Linked DNA regions of Pan troglodytes: region 2 is linked to region 1. A link is a contact called in public HiChIP or PLAC-seq data. All regions are on one chromosome and are shown on one strand. Each heading gives the region's core, a stretch centred on a gene start, on an enhancer-like site or on the middle of the called end of the contact. The rest is flanking DNA. Distances are from core to core; before and after follow the strand shown.

Region 1 (2,700 bases), core at 132-2,631:
CGCAGTACAGTCAGCATTTCTGGGCAAGGGAGACCCACCTCAAAGGCCATCCAAAAGTCATTGGACACTTAAGTTTCTTGGCTGACAGGTCCTAAATATGCAACAGCTTGCTTCCTTACAATGAGTCATTCCTGACCTCAGACCTTCTCAAAAATGGAGTAAAACTGTAATGTGCGGCCAGGCGCGGTGGCTCACACCTGTAATCCTAGCACTTAGGGAGGCCGAGGAAGGTGGATCATGAAGTCAAGAGATCGAGACCATCCTGGCCAACATGGTGAATCCCTGTCTCTACTGCAAATACAAAAATTAGCTGGGTGTGGTGTCGCGCCCCTGTAATCCCAGCTACTCGGGAGGCTGAAGCAGGAGAATCGATTGAACCTGGGAAGCGGAGGTTGCAGTGAGCCAAGATCAAGCCACTGCACTTCAGCCTGGACAACAGAGCGAGACTCCGTTTAAAAAAAAAAGATGTATAAAGCGCGCTCTTTTGGAAGCCAGACAGACCTGGATATGAATGCTGTCATCTTAGGACCCACTTAACTTGCCTGAGCCCGTTTATCTGCAACAGAAGGGACCTATCTCAGGAAATTGTTAACTGAACAGTATTTTCCCAAAAATGGCCTAATTCAGTAGCCGGTGTGAGTAGACCCTCAGCACATAGCAGCTGACTGTCCCTATTTGCGCTGGGGCAACATGAAGGGCAGAGGCGACCCACCCTGCACTTACGATGATCTTAAGGAAGTAGTTGGACTTCCAGGTCGCCCTGTCTTCCCTGGGCATCACGGCGGTGCGTCAGGGATTGCCACGCAGGGTTTAAAGACGATGTCACTGAGGAGAGACAGGGAGCTCAGACCTGGTCACGCCGACACCCATCCCGCGGTCCCGGGCCTAAGAGGAGCAGGACACGCGCAATCGCCCGCCGGCCCTGCCTAGGGCAGCGGCCGTCATCTCGGGGCATGCAAGCCGCCACCGAGGCCCCAGGCGGAACAGAATAGGACTCCATGTTCCCAAAGGCCCCCAAAGACCCCTCCATGCTTCCCGCCGGCGACCCCTGGCGCCCATCTAACTAGCACACGAACCTTCCACGAGGACGCCTGGCGAGAGAAGGGCCTCGCGCCCGCGCGTGCCTTTTATATGCGAACAAAGTAGCCAATCAGAAACCGCGGATAGCGCTCCTGTCTATTGGCTGCGCCATCGCCCATCCGACAAAGCTGAACGAATACAGGCAACCATTGGATAATATCGCTGCCACTCCAGCCAACGGAAAGCCGCCTTTAAGTAGGGTCGCGAAGGAAGGCGCTGCCTCGCGTTGGAGGAGCTTGCTCTGAGCTGCTGCCACCTGCTGGGCTGGAGCTGGAGCTCAGAATTCGGAGTCCCGGTTCCCTGTGCCACCTGGCGAGCTCAGCAAACTAAAAGGTATGACGTGGAGCTGAGACATAATTGCACATGCTTAGAAACAGAATGGTTTCTCTTTTTTTTTTTTTTTTTTGAGACGGAGTGTCGCTCTGTCGCCCAGGCTGGAGCGCAGTGGCGCCATCTCGGCTGACTGCAAGCTCCGCCTCCCGGGTTCACGCCATTCTCCTGCCTCAGCCTCCGGAGTAGCTGGGACTACAGGCGCCCGCCACCGTGCTCGGCTAATTTTTTTTTTTTTTTTTTTTTTGTATTTTTAGTAGAGACGGGGTTTCATCATGTTCTCCAGGATGGTCTCGATCTCCTGACCTTGTGATCTGCCCGCCTCGGCCTCCCAAAGTGCTGGGATTACAGGCGTGACCCGCCGCGCCCGGCCTCAGAATGGTCTCTCGTCTTCTCTAGTTTTTCCGCCTACCAAAACAGAGGGATCCTTTAAAACCTGGCCGGGCGCGGTGGCTCACGCCTATACTCCCAGCACTTCGGGAGGACGAGGCGGGTGGATCACCTGAGGTCAGGAGTCCGAGACTAGCCTGGCCAACATGGCAAAACCCCGTCTCTACTAAAAATACAAAAATTAGCCAGGTGGGGTGGCGCATGCCCGTAATCCCAGCTACTCAGGAGGCCGAGGCAGAAGAATCGCTTGAACCCGGGAGCTGTGAGCTCTGCAGTGAGCTAAGATCACACCATTGCACTCTAGCCTGGGTGACAGAGAGGGACTCCATCTCAAAAAAAAAAAAAAAAAAAAACCTAAGTCAGCTCATCTCCTTATCTGCTTAAAACTTTCCGTTTTCTACAGAGTAAAAATCTAAAACCTAAAGTACCTACAAGGCCCTTACCTATCTGTCCCTCACGCCCACTCTGATCATCTCAGATGTTTTCCTCCTCACTTACTTGCTTTCTACCCAGATGATGCTCTGCTGCTTTTCCAGAGCAGGCTTTACTTGGGGGCTCTTGCATTAGCCATTCCCTCTTCCTAGAAAACTAGCCAACAAACATCCACAGAATAATTCACCTCCATCAAATCTTTTTTTTTTTTTTTTTTTTTTTTTGAGAAGCAGTCTCACTCCGTTGCCCAGGCTAGAGTGTAGTGGAGCAATCTCAGTTCATTGCAGACTTGACCTCCCAGGCTGAAGTGATCCTCCCACCTCAGCCTCCCAAGTAGCTAGGACTACAGGCGCACACCACCACGCCAAGCTAATTTTTTGTACTTTTTGTATAGATGGGGTCTTGCCATGTTGCCTAGGCTGATGTCAAACTTCTGGGCTCAAGCAATCCTCCCACCCTGGCCTCCTA
Region 2 (2,734 bases), core at 61-2,560, 64 kb after region 1:
CCACTCCTGCGTTCACGCCACCCAAGGCATTCCTAGAACCCTGGCACCAACCCCCTTGGGTTTAGAGTCGGCTTCCAGGAGATACTTTCTTTCCCCTAACACCAGATCAAGACTGGACTGAAAAGAGTAACCTTGGGGCTCCAATAACAGGAAAACAGTAAAACTCTGTTCTGGGCATCCTGTCCTCTTTCACCTGCGTGGCTTCCAGCAGGGCCTGACGCAGAGAGGGTGGAGGGGACCCTGCTAGCCAGGACACGTTCAGGGATGGTCATACCTTGGGGCCCACCTTCCACCTCATTCCCCTGGCATTTCACCAGAATCTAGGGGTGGGGAGAGAATCAGGACTCCCAAATTACCGTTCTAGACTGAGATACCATGGAAGACGGACTGGTCTGTGAATTGAGGGGCTGGTCCACAGAGCGGGGAGGTCAGTGAGAGAAAATGAGTGATGGGTCCTTGAAACAGGGTGACCAGATTTGAAGTGGGGGGTCAGAAGAGCAGGCAGACTGGGAAACTTGTCTTTGAAATGGGGGTGTGGTCATCACACGCTCATCTCTAGCTTTTGCATCTGACTTGTGAAATGAAAGGGGTGGGCTCCGAGGGGTTATCCCTGAAGGGGGGTGCTAGTCTGTGAAGTGGGGGGCGGCCCTGGAGGGACGGGGAGCAGGTCGAGGAAATGAGGGAGCAGCCCATGAGATCGGGCAGCTGCTCCCCGAGTTGGGCGGTCGATCTGTGAGGTGGGGGTGGGGAGAGGTCTGCGAGGTGAGGGTCCCGTAGCTGACGAGGTGGTCTGCCGCAGGAAGTCTCGTCCCTGCAGCGGACGGGGTGGGTCCCTGCGGGGCGGGCTGGTCCCTGGGGCCCTTCTGGGAGATGGTGATGGGTCCCCGAGGTCGGGGGTCCAGAGGTGAAGCCGTCCCAGACGGGGGGTCGCTGCTGTGCTGTCGGTGCCGGGGCCGGCCTGGCCCGGGACTAAGGCCCGGTTAGGGATCCCAGCCCCGCGGAGCCCCGGCCGGCAGGGACGGGAGCTGAGGCCGGGGCCGCCGAGGGTGGGATCCCGCGGCCCCTGCCGCTCGCTGGCGCCCTCCTGGCCCCAAGCTGCGCGCCTCTCGCCTCCTCCTCCCTCGGCCTCCCGCTCACTCACCGAGGTCGTCCATGGCCGGACCACGGGCGCCGGCTCAGGGTCGCGCTAGCTGCCCGTCCCGGGGCCGCTCCTCTATGCCCCGCAACTTTTCCGCCGCGAGGCTTGGCCCGGAACGGAACGCGCCGCCGCCGCGCGCGCCCGCGCCCTCGCCCGCCGCGCGCCCCGCCCCCGGCCGCCCCCTTGTGCACGCGCGCCCCGCCCCCGGACACCCCGCGAGCTTGCTGGCCCCGCCCCCTGCGCACGCTGGTCCCGCCCCCGCCAAGAGCCCGGGCAGTGGGCGTCGCTGGGCGGGGCGGTGGCGCCCCCTCGCGGCTAAGGGGGCAGGTGGGCGGCTCCCAGGCCTCCAGCCACTCCCATCCATCTTTCTGTCCCTCTCAAAGTCACTTGCCTGACCCTGCGGATGACAAATCCGTCCACAGTCAGCCATGTGTCTGTGCATTCGTCAGCCACTGGGTCATCACATGCCTGTCCACTGGACAGTCAGTTTTGCCCACCTGTCCGTCTGTCACCTGTAGGTCACCACCCAGGAGGACCATAAATCAGTACCAGGCAAGGCCCGGAGCCCGTGGCTGACCTTTCCTGGGGTCGTCCTCTGGATCAATGGCAGTGCAGCTCGCAGTTCACCCTTTCTGGCCCAAACCCAATACCTGTGTGGTTCCATCTCTCTTAATATTACTTCCACACAGCCACCCTCCCTAGACACTTTTCCAAAACTGCATGGGGCAGAGGGGACCCCAGATTAGACATTAAAGGGAAAACTACAGGAAAGTCACACCCAGTGCTCCCACCCACTCGGAAATTGGGTAATAATAACAGCTACCATTTATTGAGTGTCTGAATAGACAGACACTATATAGCTATTCTCTAAATTAATCCTCCTAGAGGTACTTCCCTACCCGTTGGGATGGGTGATGGCAGTTTGTGGATTTTATATAAAACTGCTCTGCAAGTACAGCTTCAAGTTCCCCTTGTCCCTCAAGAATCCAGGCCTTCTGGGTCAGATCAGGTCCTCCAGAAAGCAGATGAGATGCTGAGATAAAGCTAGGGGTAATGCCCGTGACAGAGAAGGGGAAATAAGCAGGGTTGGGCAAGGAGACTCAGATCTGACAAACAGGTCAACCCATCAGGGAATTCCAGGACAAAAAAAATGAGAAGTCTCCTTGGGCAGAAGTATCCGGGTTCCAATGCTCCCACCATGTTCAGTCATTTTATAAAGGCAGATCCAAGCAGCTTCTGTGGCTGCCACATTCTCCTATAATAAATTCAAGACCAAAGACTGTTCCTCAAACACTCTATTGCGTGCTTTTCCAGCATCTTGCACATACCTCTATTTTGTTTTAGTTTTTGTGTTTTTGTTTTTGTTTGAGATGGAGTCCCAATCTGTCGCCCAGGTTGGAGTGCAGTGGTGCAATCTCAGCTCACTGCAACCTCCGCATCCCAGGTTCAAGTGATTCTCCTGCCTCCTGCTGGGATTACAGGCGCATACCACCATGCCTGGCTAATTTTTGTATTTTTAGTAGAGATGGGGTTTCACCATGTTGGCCAGGCTGGTCTTGAACTCCTGATCTCAGGTGATCTCCTGCCTCCTGGTGG

Evidence for each region. HiChIP or PLAC-seq counts read pairs in DNA pulled down with a chosen protein or histone mark.
Region 2: an H3K4me3 HiChIP or PLAC-seq map of stem cell-derived excitatory neurons shows a contact between it and region 1, with 4 times the contacts expected there. The contact joins the promoter of PXN here to the promoter of RPLP0 in region 1. A contact is called at or near these places in 1 of 7 Hi-C or Micro-C datasets (induced pluripotent stem cells) and 1 of 1 datasets of contacts at active chromatin or transcription factors (stem cell-derived excitatory neurons).

Annotation. Positions count from the first base shown.
Region 1 is chr10:127,000,659-127,003,358 of NHGRI_mPanTro3-v2.0_pri, forward strand. RPLP0 (ribosomal protein lateral stalk subunit P0) reads right to left here and starts at 1,382. Exons shown (of 8, transcript XM_063785093.1): 1 at 1,077-1,382; 2 at 724-825. The coding sequence starts at 777. It overlaps LOC104001712 (a long non-coding RNA gene), which reads left to right and starts at 1,286. Exons shown (of 4, transcript XR_010147801.1): 1 at 1,286-1,413.
Region 2 is chr10:127,064,932-127,067,665 of NHGRI_mPanTro3-v2.0_pri, forward strand. PXN (paxillin) reads right to left here and starts at 1,311. Exons shown (of 11, transcript XM_509424.8): 1 at 1,142-1,311. The coding sequence starts at 1,154. LOC101059613 (nucleoside diphosphate kinase, mitochondrial) reads left to right here and starts at 1,153. Exons shown (of 3, transcript XM_003952321.6): 1 at 1,153-1,461; 2 at 1,657-1,790. The coding sequence starts at 1,153.